Linked DNA regions of Mus musculus: region 1 is linked to region 2. Evidence: chromatin contacts called from public Hi-C data. All regions are on one chromosome and are shown on one strand. Each heading gives the region's core, a stretch centred on a gene start, on an enhancer-like site or on the middle of the called end of the contact. The rest is flanking DNA. Distances are from core to core; before and after follow the strand shown. Region 1 overlaps Gm46240. Region 2 has its middle 21 kb from the start of Gm40746.

Region 1 (5,217 bases), core at 1,628-4,127, 710 kb before region 2:
AATTAGACAATCTGTGAACAAGTATGGATGGAGGGTATGCCCCGTGCCCTGCACTCCAGTGAAACAAGCAAAAGTGTTCTCAAAGAACTTGAAGCTATATGCCCCAGTCCAGGGGAACACCAGGGCCAAGAAGTGGGAGTGGGTGGGTAGGGGAGCAGGGAAGGGGGAGGATATAGGAAACTTTTGGGATAGCATTTGAAATGTATATAAAGAAAATAATAAATAAAAAAATTAAAAAATTATGACTGAGAATTATACCTTAAACACTCAAAACTTCACTGTGCCTTTTCTTTCTTTTCTCTTATTCATCTTGTCATTTAGTGAATGTGTTTATCAAAGACTCTAGGAAGTATGAGAAGTATGGCTAAAAGTAGCCATAATGGCGAGCTTTGGCTTTGATTGAATGAATCTGCCTCAATGATTAAGCACAGTGTTGATAGGGGATAACTCCCAACATTAGTCCTGGGTGTGCACATGGATGTGTGCTCAAGGACATGTGCATCCACTTACATGCAAATACATGCACATCCACACCACACACATACACATGCATGCACACACGCATGCGTGCACTCATGCACCAACACACTCGCGGTAACAGAAAGAAGAAGAGGAAACAGTCAATCCTTAAGGGTAGTAAAATTTCACAGATGCTAATGTAGAAAGCAAAGTTTGAGGAAGAGTAGAGCCATTTATATGGCCAGATGCTCCCTCGAGGTTATAGATAGGTTTATTTTTCCATTCTTTGAAGCATACTCCACATAAATGTGTTATTATATTTTCCACGAGTCTCTACAGCACACAAAATATAATAATGAGCCACTTTTTACTCCAATCTCTCCTAAATGTGGCATATCTCATTACATAGAACTTGTAGGATTTTGATACCCATTTGTCATCACCGCCAGCATCCATTGTATAGTGATTTAAATTTTGCAAACAAACCTAACAGCTGGTGAGGGCATTGCTGCTTATATTGCAGAGCTGTGCCATCTGTTTAGCTGGTGCAATTTGCAAGATTTCTTAGATAGCATATTTCATGATTATTTCATAAGAGGCACCCATGATAAATCCTCTGAGCTGCATCCTTGGAGAAATCAAAAGTAGCATTTATTATAGATTTGAAAATGGTGGTATCCTAGGAGATGATATAGCTGTATATCCCCAGAATTAAAAAGAACAATGTCTCATGTAAATGTCTATACCATACAGACAGAAGTCTTGATGTTGACAGCGGCTGTCATAAAACCCTACAGACAGAATTATTCAGATTTGAGGTCTCTGAGCCCAGCTGACACTAACTGGTGAACCATTCCCTTGGGTTCCTCAATATTTCCTGTCCCCTGCTCCTTCAGAGCCTGCTCTGTAAATCCCTGACTTAATGCCTCTGCCCTCACTGTAAGGAGCAGAGCCACCCTGAGCAATTATGTACACTTGCCCATGGGCAAGGACTTGAAGCATTGGATCCATAGAGATTTAGTCAAACCATTCCCCATATGGGCTAGGCTTAAAGGCACACCAAAACTTTCCCTGGGTGTTCAAGTTCAAGTGTTTATAGATCAGTAGATACATAAACTAGCAACTACAGCCCCCTCCTCCTCCAGCATATTTACAGTCTGAAACAGCTTACCTACAGAAACTTCCTACCAAGACTAAGCCCCAACTCATACCCCTTTGCTGCACTCAAAATATACCGAGGTTCTGAGTTCATAGCAGTAGTAAGTCCCATTCAGACCAAATGCATACACTCCAAGGGACCTCAGTCTTTCTGTATATGTCTCGGTGTGGCTATCCATTCTTCATTCCTTCACCAACGCTAAATCATGGTTTCAGGACTCAAGCTGTGCTGGTTGTGATATCTTCACCACTCCTGGTGAATGGAATTTTCTGGTCCAACAGTGGTGAGATGACTCAGTTGCTAAAGTACTTGGGGAAGTGGAAATAGGATCCCCCGGGGCTTAATGTACACCTAGTCTAATAGAATCAGTGAGCACTAGATACCACAGAAACCCTGCCTCAAAACTAAATAACCAGTTGGGTGGTAGTGGCACACACCTTTAATCTCAGCACTTGAGAAGCAGAGGCAGGCAGATTTTTGAATTTGAGGCCAGCCTGGTCTACAAAGTGAGTTCCAGGACAGCCAGGGCTATACAGAGAAACCCTGTCTCAAAAATAAATAAATAAAATAAATAAATAAATAAATAACCAAATGGAAAAATAAATAATGATTAAGTAAGGTGGACCATAATTGAGGAAGACACCTAATGTTGACCTCTGACCTCTATGCACACATGTGCACATGTACATATACACACAAAAATGGGAGAGCACAAAAGAGTTCCTTCTTGGTCTCTGTATTCTTATAGTGTGTTGTACTTACTTGCATCCTTCTGGAGGATTTATTTATTATCTTTTATAATTTATTTTTGTTATTTTTCAGTGTGTGTGTGTATGAGTCTATCTGTCTCTGTGTGTGTGTATCTGTGTCTTTGTCTCTGTCTGTCTCTGTCTCTCTGCCTGTCTCTCTGTCTCTGTCTCTGTCTCTCTCTCTCTCTCTCTCTCTCTCTTCCTCTCTCTCTTTCTCCTCCATCCACTGAATTTCCCTTTAGAGACCTTGTCTCATTTGTTCCTCTTTCTGTTCCTTTTCTTGCCTTCTTCCCCTTTCTTTGTCTTCCTATAAACCTCCCCGTTTCTCTGTCTCAAAGATCACTCCTAACAAGTATATGCATACTTAAGTGCATATGGATGGATATACCTTTCCAGACTTAAGGAGTATGTCCTTCTCTGTGACCCACAGTCTCTCCTCTCCATTCACCTCTTTACTGTCAAGCTTCTGCAAGATTCCCAACATATTTGTTAGCTCTGCTTGCTTAATAAGCACTCTGAAGCTCACCCTGCTGTGATCTGGTTTTTGTCCTCTGACTCCACCAGAAGGAATCTTGCAAACATCATCAAGGACATTTTTATTTCCAAGGATAATAGATGATTCCAAATTGCTATTTGATGTGACTGGGGGTTGCATTTGGCCCATCTGATTCTGTCCCTGTGCCTCTGTGTCTCTGTATCTCTCTCTCTCTCTGTGTATCTCTCTGCCTATCTCTCCCCCTCTCTCTGTCTCTCTCTCTCTTACACACACACTCACACAAACACACAGACACACAAATTGAGAATGTTTAACTCTACCTATGAAACAACATGACACATTGGAACTCATCGATGTCAGACCCTCTAGGTTTCCGTTCAGTTTGGTTTTCTTCCCCAGCCTTTGTTAGACTGCTATGTAAATGTTGGCGTATCCAGAACAAACTTGCAAATTCTTTTTCATGCTTCTAACAGAACTGCCAGTACGTTCAAACTTGGTCAGTCACAACTACTGCATTGTGTTCATAATTGCATTTCACAGAAGCCCTGAAACACTAAAGTTCAGTTCTCTAGCCCTGAGGACCTATAAAAAAGAATCAATGTAGTGAAAAAATAAATGTAACAACAACAACAACAACAAAACAACAACAATAATAATAATGATAATAGAATAAGTGTGGTGTCTGTAATTGATGATGTAGGTTTAAACATTGTCTATGTCATTAAGATGTGCTGCTTCTCAGGCTCTCCAACCAAGGCCACTGGTTGCTAACTGTAAAGAAAGTACCTTGCACTGTCAGGATGGTAGTTAACCCACATGTAGCTTGTTGTTGTTGACATTTGGACTAATGTAAACAGAGAGAAGTGACATGGGCTGGGTCAAAGAAGCCTGACCATCCAGAGCTGTCCATGTCATGGCAAGATGCTCTTTCATGCTTTGAAGACAAAGAAAAAATCAAGGACATAGTAGAAAGTCAAATGGCAGGCCTCATAGGAAGAAATCTGAATCATCCAACCTCATCTGGGGTACAGAGAATAGCTTTCACGAAATTCGGATGAAGATAACCAGGTCAGAACCTTGAAAGATTCTAGGGGGAAGATTTTAGGGGGAAGTTGTATAACCAGAATAATTGAGATAATTGAAAACTTAAGCTTACTAATTTCAGTGGGTCTCTCAGTGCCATTTAGACATCTAACCATATCTCTCCAAAAAGATTCAAATTTTACATTCTACAAGATACCTGGTCAATAAGCTCTTTCTTTTTCTCCCAACAGAAGCTGCAGCCTGTTCATCCATATCTATCCTGTTGTTTTTGTTAATGAAACTATAGAATTAATGTCCTATTCCTCCTATTCACTAGTCCCTCTCTCTGCACTGCACACACAATACCTTAATGAGTTGTTTTAGTTTGCTCATTTATGATTCAGTTGTCTCTTTTCCTTACTAGATTTTTTAAAATTAGCATTTAACAAATCTAGTGATTCTAGTAACCTTTTAAAACAAGGGGATATGTCATCTTTTCCCTTGCATATTCTCAGACAAATGACTCAAAAGTTTTTCAAGCCTACCCTTTTACGAATTCTTACCCTCTTCCACTCTGATGACTCTCAATTGTCCAGTCAGAATGGCCAACCTGGTGCTGAAGATAAGGACTGGTTGTGAGGCATGTTAGATTTCTCGGCAGTATTCAATTTTTCTAACCAGAGGTGCCCTTCCGCCTGTTCTCATAGCACATACTTTAGGCGACCTGTCTTGTATGAACTTTCCTCTTGCTTCCATGGTTTCCTTGTCATTCAGCCTTACCAACTTTACCTCTAATTACTGATGACATCATTTACATGAGCCTTAAAGAGAGACTATGACATTGTCAAACTTTCAAGGAAAACTCACTTTCAACTTAGAATTCGACATCCGTTCATGGTATTTAAAACTGTAAAAGCACACATATTTTCAGATGAACATGGATTCAAAACATAAATTCATTGAACTTGTTTTCAGTGGAGATACTGGAGCATTACCACTGAAGTGTGGAGGTAAAATAAAAACAAATGAGTAAGTAAAAATATAATTCAAGAAAAAAATCCAACAGTAAGAAACCAATTTTATAATGATTGTTACAGGGGAGACATCTATATTCTAAAAATTAAAATTACAAATTACTAAGCACAAAATATAAGAGGCAACTCAGCTTGTATTTACTTTATTAGTATATTCATTTTGTATCTAAACCTAATTAAAAATAAATACCCATTATGAAAATAATGTGTGATGTCTGCATGTTTTCCATCTACAAGGTACCTGTAAATCTGGTGTTTCGGTATGTGGTAAGGAGAATTGTAAATTGTTCCTAGTAG
Region 2 (5,272 bases), core at 1,814-4,313:
CTTGCACCTATCACAGCCACAGTTTCCTCTTTAAAAAAAATAAAATAAGAAAGGAGGCAGTGTAGGAGGTACAGTGGTTCTTGTGCTTACAGATAAGCACCAGGGGAACCAGAAATGTTAGACACACAGTTTTTTCCCGTCAAGCGAAGAGACACATACCCCGTTATCTGCCCAGAAGGCAGAGAGCAGATGTGGTTATTAGCCTGGTGATCTTTTCGCTATCTGTGTGGCCAAGACCACAGTAGATCCTCCTCCAGACCCTTATCATGAGTTTGGTTTTGGTTGTTGTTTTGTTTTGTTTTGTTTTGTTCTGTCTTGTTTTTCAGTCAAGCCATAGAACACTTCCTTATGGAAAGTGTCACATGGACTGCACAGAGAATCTCAGGGCAGTTACATCTGAAGCCTTACTGTACACATGGAACTGAGTTATTATCACCAGGAAAGGTAATTGGGCTGTGCTTAATATGCCTAAAATAAACTATTCAAGGTTAGAGTCCTGAAGTCTGAACCAACACCAGCTATGCAGTGCTTTTGAACTGAACTACCTTCTGGCCTCCCAAAGAAAGATGCTCTGTTAGCCATGGTACCCACAGAAGCCTCGGACATGATTATCTTTAGAGGCTGGGAAGTCCAAATCAGGGCAGCTGCATGTGATGGAAAGGTAAGCAGGTATGTGAGAGAGAACTGAAGCATGGAAAAGGTAAACTCCCTTGGTAGTAGCAGCTTTCTATGGCGACAACTAACCTACTCCCATGATAACTGCATTAATCTATCCCTGAGGGCTCCATTAAGGTACCCAGCATCTCCTCCTTAGCCCTACAGCCCACCATGGCTCACTCAGGAACTCACTTCCCAACAGAGGTCTTCTGGGGGATAAAACCTTCAAACCAAGCAGAAATAAAACTGACTCATTGTGCTACTATTAAAAATGTCAGTGTTTAAAGTGTCCCAATATATATGGAAGCCACCCAAATTTCTCTACAACTGAATTTTCTCCTATCCTTATAACATTGATGAATATAGATTCAGACAATATTGACCTAAAAATAAATCCTAAAAATCAATTTGCAATATACTCCATGTATAAATTTTCAGACTACAACAAAAGTTTTTCCCAGTGAAAACCAACATCTATATTCTTTTTTGATGTTTAAGTTTGAACATGTCTTATTCAATACATAGATTGCTGGTACCATTTACCCATACAGCTAGTTGACAAATAAGGGGGAAAATGAGCTGAAATTAGTTGAAAACTTGTTCAAGTAAATAGAATGGATGGGGGAGATATCCTTGGTGAAATGTGATGCAGCCATCAAGGGGACAAGCAGCTTTGGTCTTAGGAAACACAAAGTTTGTTCCCAGCCACTGCAGGGATGTGCTGGCCTGGGAGGGGTGACATGTGACTGTTGTAGAAACCAGGAACACAGCAATGACTCTTGCCCTCCAAGTCTTCTACAGTCACCAAACCCACTGTTTATGGATTTTGTAAGTTTGTTAGAAGCCATCCACTAAGCCCTTTGAACTCTGGCAGAGGAGGGCTTTATAAATAGAATTTGAGCCCATGAGGTACTATCCCAGTGAAGCTAATTTCTCATGTTTCTTTGAAAGAAAAAAAATATTATTGCACAAGTGACCTAATAGGAGACAAACAGAGCAACCCAGCTTTCCAATCCACTAGTGTTTGAAACACTTTCCTGGGGGTCTCCTTTGATACATGGCTTAACATTTACCGTCTTTGTTGGTGACATTTCGAATCATTGTCTTTTTTTCTCAAAATAAAGGTTGGAGGGGCTGGCAAGGTATATTAGCAGTTAAAAGGGATAACTGCTCTTCCAGAGGACCCATTCAGTTCCTAGATCCCATGAAGGGCAACCTATAATTCCACCTTTAAGGGTTCTGACACCCTTACCCAGTCTCTTCAGGCACTGGTATACACTGGTTAAACACAGTATACAAATACATGCACATACATAAAAATAATTTAAGAAGAACAATCTTTTAAAAGCAAAATAAAATATGCAAGCCTGCAAGAAGCAGTTTCCGAAGAAGGTTTTTTGTTTGGTTGGTTGGTTGGTTGGTTGGTTTCAAAACACTTACAACTCTAGAATTTGAGAATTTGTTCTTAATTTAATGATAGGCAAGGGAGACATTTTGACAACAGTACACTCAGAAGGTATTTGCCAACCATTTAGTGAGCAAAGGGTTAACATCCAAACTATATGAGGAATCACTGTTCCGGCCACACTGTGAGACTCAGCTCTGGGAGAGCATCTGGCTGCCAGGCCGGGTCTCAGGCACTGACTTCAGGTCCCCTGTGCCTACTGAAGGTTCCGTTCAGAAGCCACCACTCTGCCTTCATCCAGGCCACCCAGAGGGAAGGCAGGACTTAGTGATGAACAGGACTGGCCTGCTCCCAGATGGGCCCCAGGAGCCAGGCTTGCTCTGCTCAATCATCAGCTAAGTGTAAGCCACCTTAACGTCACAGTGAGGGTTAGCCTCTGAAGAGAGAAAGCTGACGCGCACATATTGTCAAAAAAAAGAAAGAAAGAGAGAGAGAGAGAGAGAGAGAGAGAGAGAGAGAGAGAGGGGGGGAGAGAGAGAGAGAGAGAGAGAGAGAGAGAGAGAGAGAGAGAGAGAGAGAGAGAAAAGAAAACTTCTTTTAGTCCATTGCTGGGATGAACTTCGGGAAACCTACGCCACACCTACACCTCTATTCGTTGATTCGTCCTACATGTCTATCTGTTCCTCATCTGAAATGACACCCTTTGCACCTGTGCCTGTGGCCCTCAATCTGCTAAAGGTATGCAGCGCTTCAAATCCACATTGAGTGTCTAACCGTGTTAGACGGACTACTCAAAGCCTTGACGGAGAAAAACAGCATCTAAAGGTGATGTGAGGGTTAGATGCGCAGGTGCTGAAGGCAGGGAGGTGACTCCGAAGAGGTGGCAGCTGCTGGGAATGGCCCCAGTGAAGAAGCAATCCACCACAAAGGCACCGTGGCCTCAGAGCACTGCACAGATGAACGCTCTCCCGGGAAGCCCAGTTTCCTGTCAACAGTCACCCTGCCTTTTATCTTTCCTCTTTCTCAGCAACAGCAATAACAGCCGACGTCCGCACCACGCCCTGGGCTCTGTTCTAAGCAAGCTGCCTTCGTTTACTCTCATTTCTCGGAGGTAGAAACTGTTTGTCTTCGTTTTACAGACAGGGGAACCGAAGGAGAAGTCGATCGACATCCCCCTCAGGAAGTCGAGAGTCGGATTGGAACATTTTTGATTACAGTTCTTGAGAATAGACTTAGGCTCCTGCCTTCAGTGGGCAAGCGTCCTACTGCTCAATGAGCTGTGCTCCTAGAATTCTTACCCAGTGTGCCATCCGCCTTCTTACAGGACCCACATTCTGATGCCTGTCACGTGTGTCACCCCTGCTAGCAGATGACATGCTCTACGAGCAGCAAGCAAGGGAAATAAGTCCTTTATTCAGTCTCTGGCATTTACTTCATGACTGCTGTCTGCCAAATGTTTAACCCCTTCACACACACACACACACACACACACACGCACGCACGCACGCACGCACGCACGCACGCATGCACGAGCGCGCCTGAACTGGTTACATTGCATACCGTAGAACTCAGTCATCTCAGAGGTGGGTGGAACTGACAGAAGCATCACTGGGCATCAGAACTAGCAAAGGAAGACCTCACTCACATACACCTCTAGGCAGCCTCTCTAGCAGGAAGTTCCCGAGCTTGCCCACCTGACAATAAATGTGTGAGGTGTCTTACCTCTCACCCCCATAAAGAACACTAGGGGTAGATGCTGTTATCTGCACAATAAGGAAAGAACACACATGCTTCGGAAATCCATACAGCCAGCAAGGGGGGAAAAAGGCATTGAGACACTTGGATTCACTGCTTTTCCATGCTCCGCAGTTTGGTTGTAGAGTCTTCTTTTGTGGAATGGAATAAAATGCATAAGAAGTAAGCCTAAACAAACTCTGGTATTTATTAATAAGGTATCAACACACACGAACACACACACACACACACACACAATATATATATATATATATATGTATATGTATATGTATATGTATATGTATATGTATATGTATGTATATATATGTATGTGTGTATATATATATATGTATATATATATATATATATATATATATATATATATATATAGAGAGAGAGAGAGAGAGAGAGAGAGAGAGAGAATTCATCCCCAAACAATCTGGACAAGGACTATCTCCAGAGAAAAAGACACTCCAACAGTTTCTGGGGGTGTTTCCCATGTTGTATTCTTTGCCCTGAGTGGTAATGGCATTGAGTGGTAACACATTTGTTTGGTACCTGTACGTGCATTATGCCACCATATGTTCTGCCATCCATTCTAGTGGTTTTGGTGAGAGAGGTGGTCTTCCATACACTGCATTAGTTCTGGGTCAGAGAGGCGGGCTGCTTGACATTACAGTGGTCCTGGCAAGAGAGGAGTTTTTGTATATTAGTTTTCTACAAGACCCAAAGGGACCAGTTCTTGAGAAGGTGCCTTGAAAGAGTTGAGGTCATCTTCTCCCTAAGCTCTAGGTCTCCGGATGCTATGTTCCCTCTAATCAGTCCATATATGAGGCCAGTATGCAAGAGAGGAGAGTTGGCTATACTTTGGAGGGAGAAGAACCAAGTAGCCATGTGAGGTCTCAGAGAGGTGTTGGGGTGGGGGTGGGGGTGGGGAGTGGCCACTTCTACAGTTGAGTGGTCAGGGATGTTTAGCAGGAACTAGCTATATCTTAACAATTAAAGTTTAGTGTTGGGAGCCGCGCCCACATTCGCCGTTACAAGATGGCGCTGACAGCTGTGTTCTAAGTGGTAAACAAATAATCTGCGCATATGCCGAGGGTGGTTCTCTACTCCATGTGCTCTGCCTTCCCCGTGACGTCAACTCGGCCGATGGGCTGCAGCCAATCAGGGAGTGACACGTCCTAGGCGAAGGAGAATTCTCCTTAATAGGGACGGGGTTTCGTTTTCTCTCTCTCTTGCTTCTTGCTCTCTTGCTTCTTGCACTCTGGCTCCTGAAGATGTAAGCAATAAAGCTTTGCCGCAGAAGATTCTGGTCTGTGGTGTTCTTCCTGGCCGGGCGTGAGAACGCGTCTAATAACAATTGGTGCCGAATTCCGGGACGAGAAAAAACTCGGGACTGGCGCAAGGAAGATCCCTCATTCCAGAACCAGAACTGCGGGTCGCGGTAATAAAGGTTCCCGTAAAGCAGACTGT

What was found. Hi-C and Micro-C count contacts between places; a contact is called where the count stands out from the background.
Region 1: a Hi-C map of bone marrow-derived macrophages shows a contact between it and region 2, with 9 read pairs. The contact joins two enhancer-like sites. A contact is called at or near these places in 1 of 15 datasets of contacts at CTCF or cohesin (large pre-B cells), 1 of 484 Hi-C or Micro-C datasets (bone marrow-derived macrophages) and 2 of 115 datasets of contacts at active chromatin or transcription factors (bone marrow-derived macrophages and regulatory T cells).

Annotation. Positions count from the first base shown.
Region 1 is chr10:96,907,546-96,912,762 of GRCm38.p6, reverse strand. All of the region lies in intron 1 of Gm46240, which reads right to left. Among named protein-coding and RNA genes, the nearest start is that of Gm46240, 8.8 kb to the right of the region's middle. Within about 2 kb of position 2,877, at least 12 of the 459 cell types and tissues checked have an H3K27ac peak or open chromatin away from gene starts, as enhancers often do. A contact at or near this core is called in bone marrow-derived macrophages, where this site is marked.
Region 2 is chr10:96,199,237-96,204,508 of GRCm38.p6, reverse strand. No RefSeq gene overlaps it. Among named protein-coding and RNA genes, the nearest start is that of Gm40746, 21 kb to the right of the region's middle. Within about 2 kb of position 3,063, at least 87 of the 459 cell types and tissues checked have an H3K27ac peak or open chromatin away from gene starts, as enhancers often do. A contact at or near this core is called in bone marrow-derived macrophages, where this site is marked.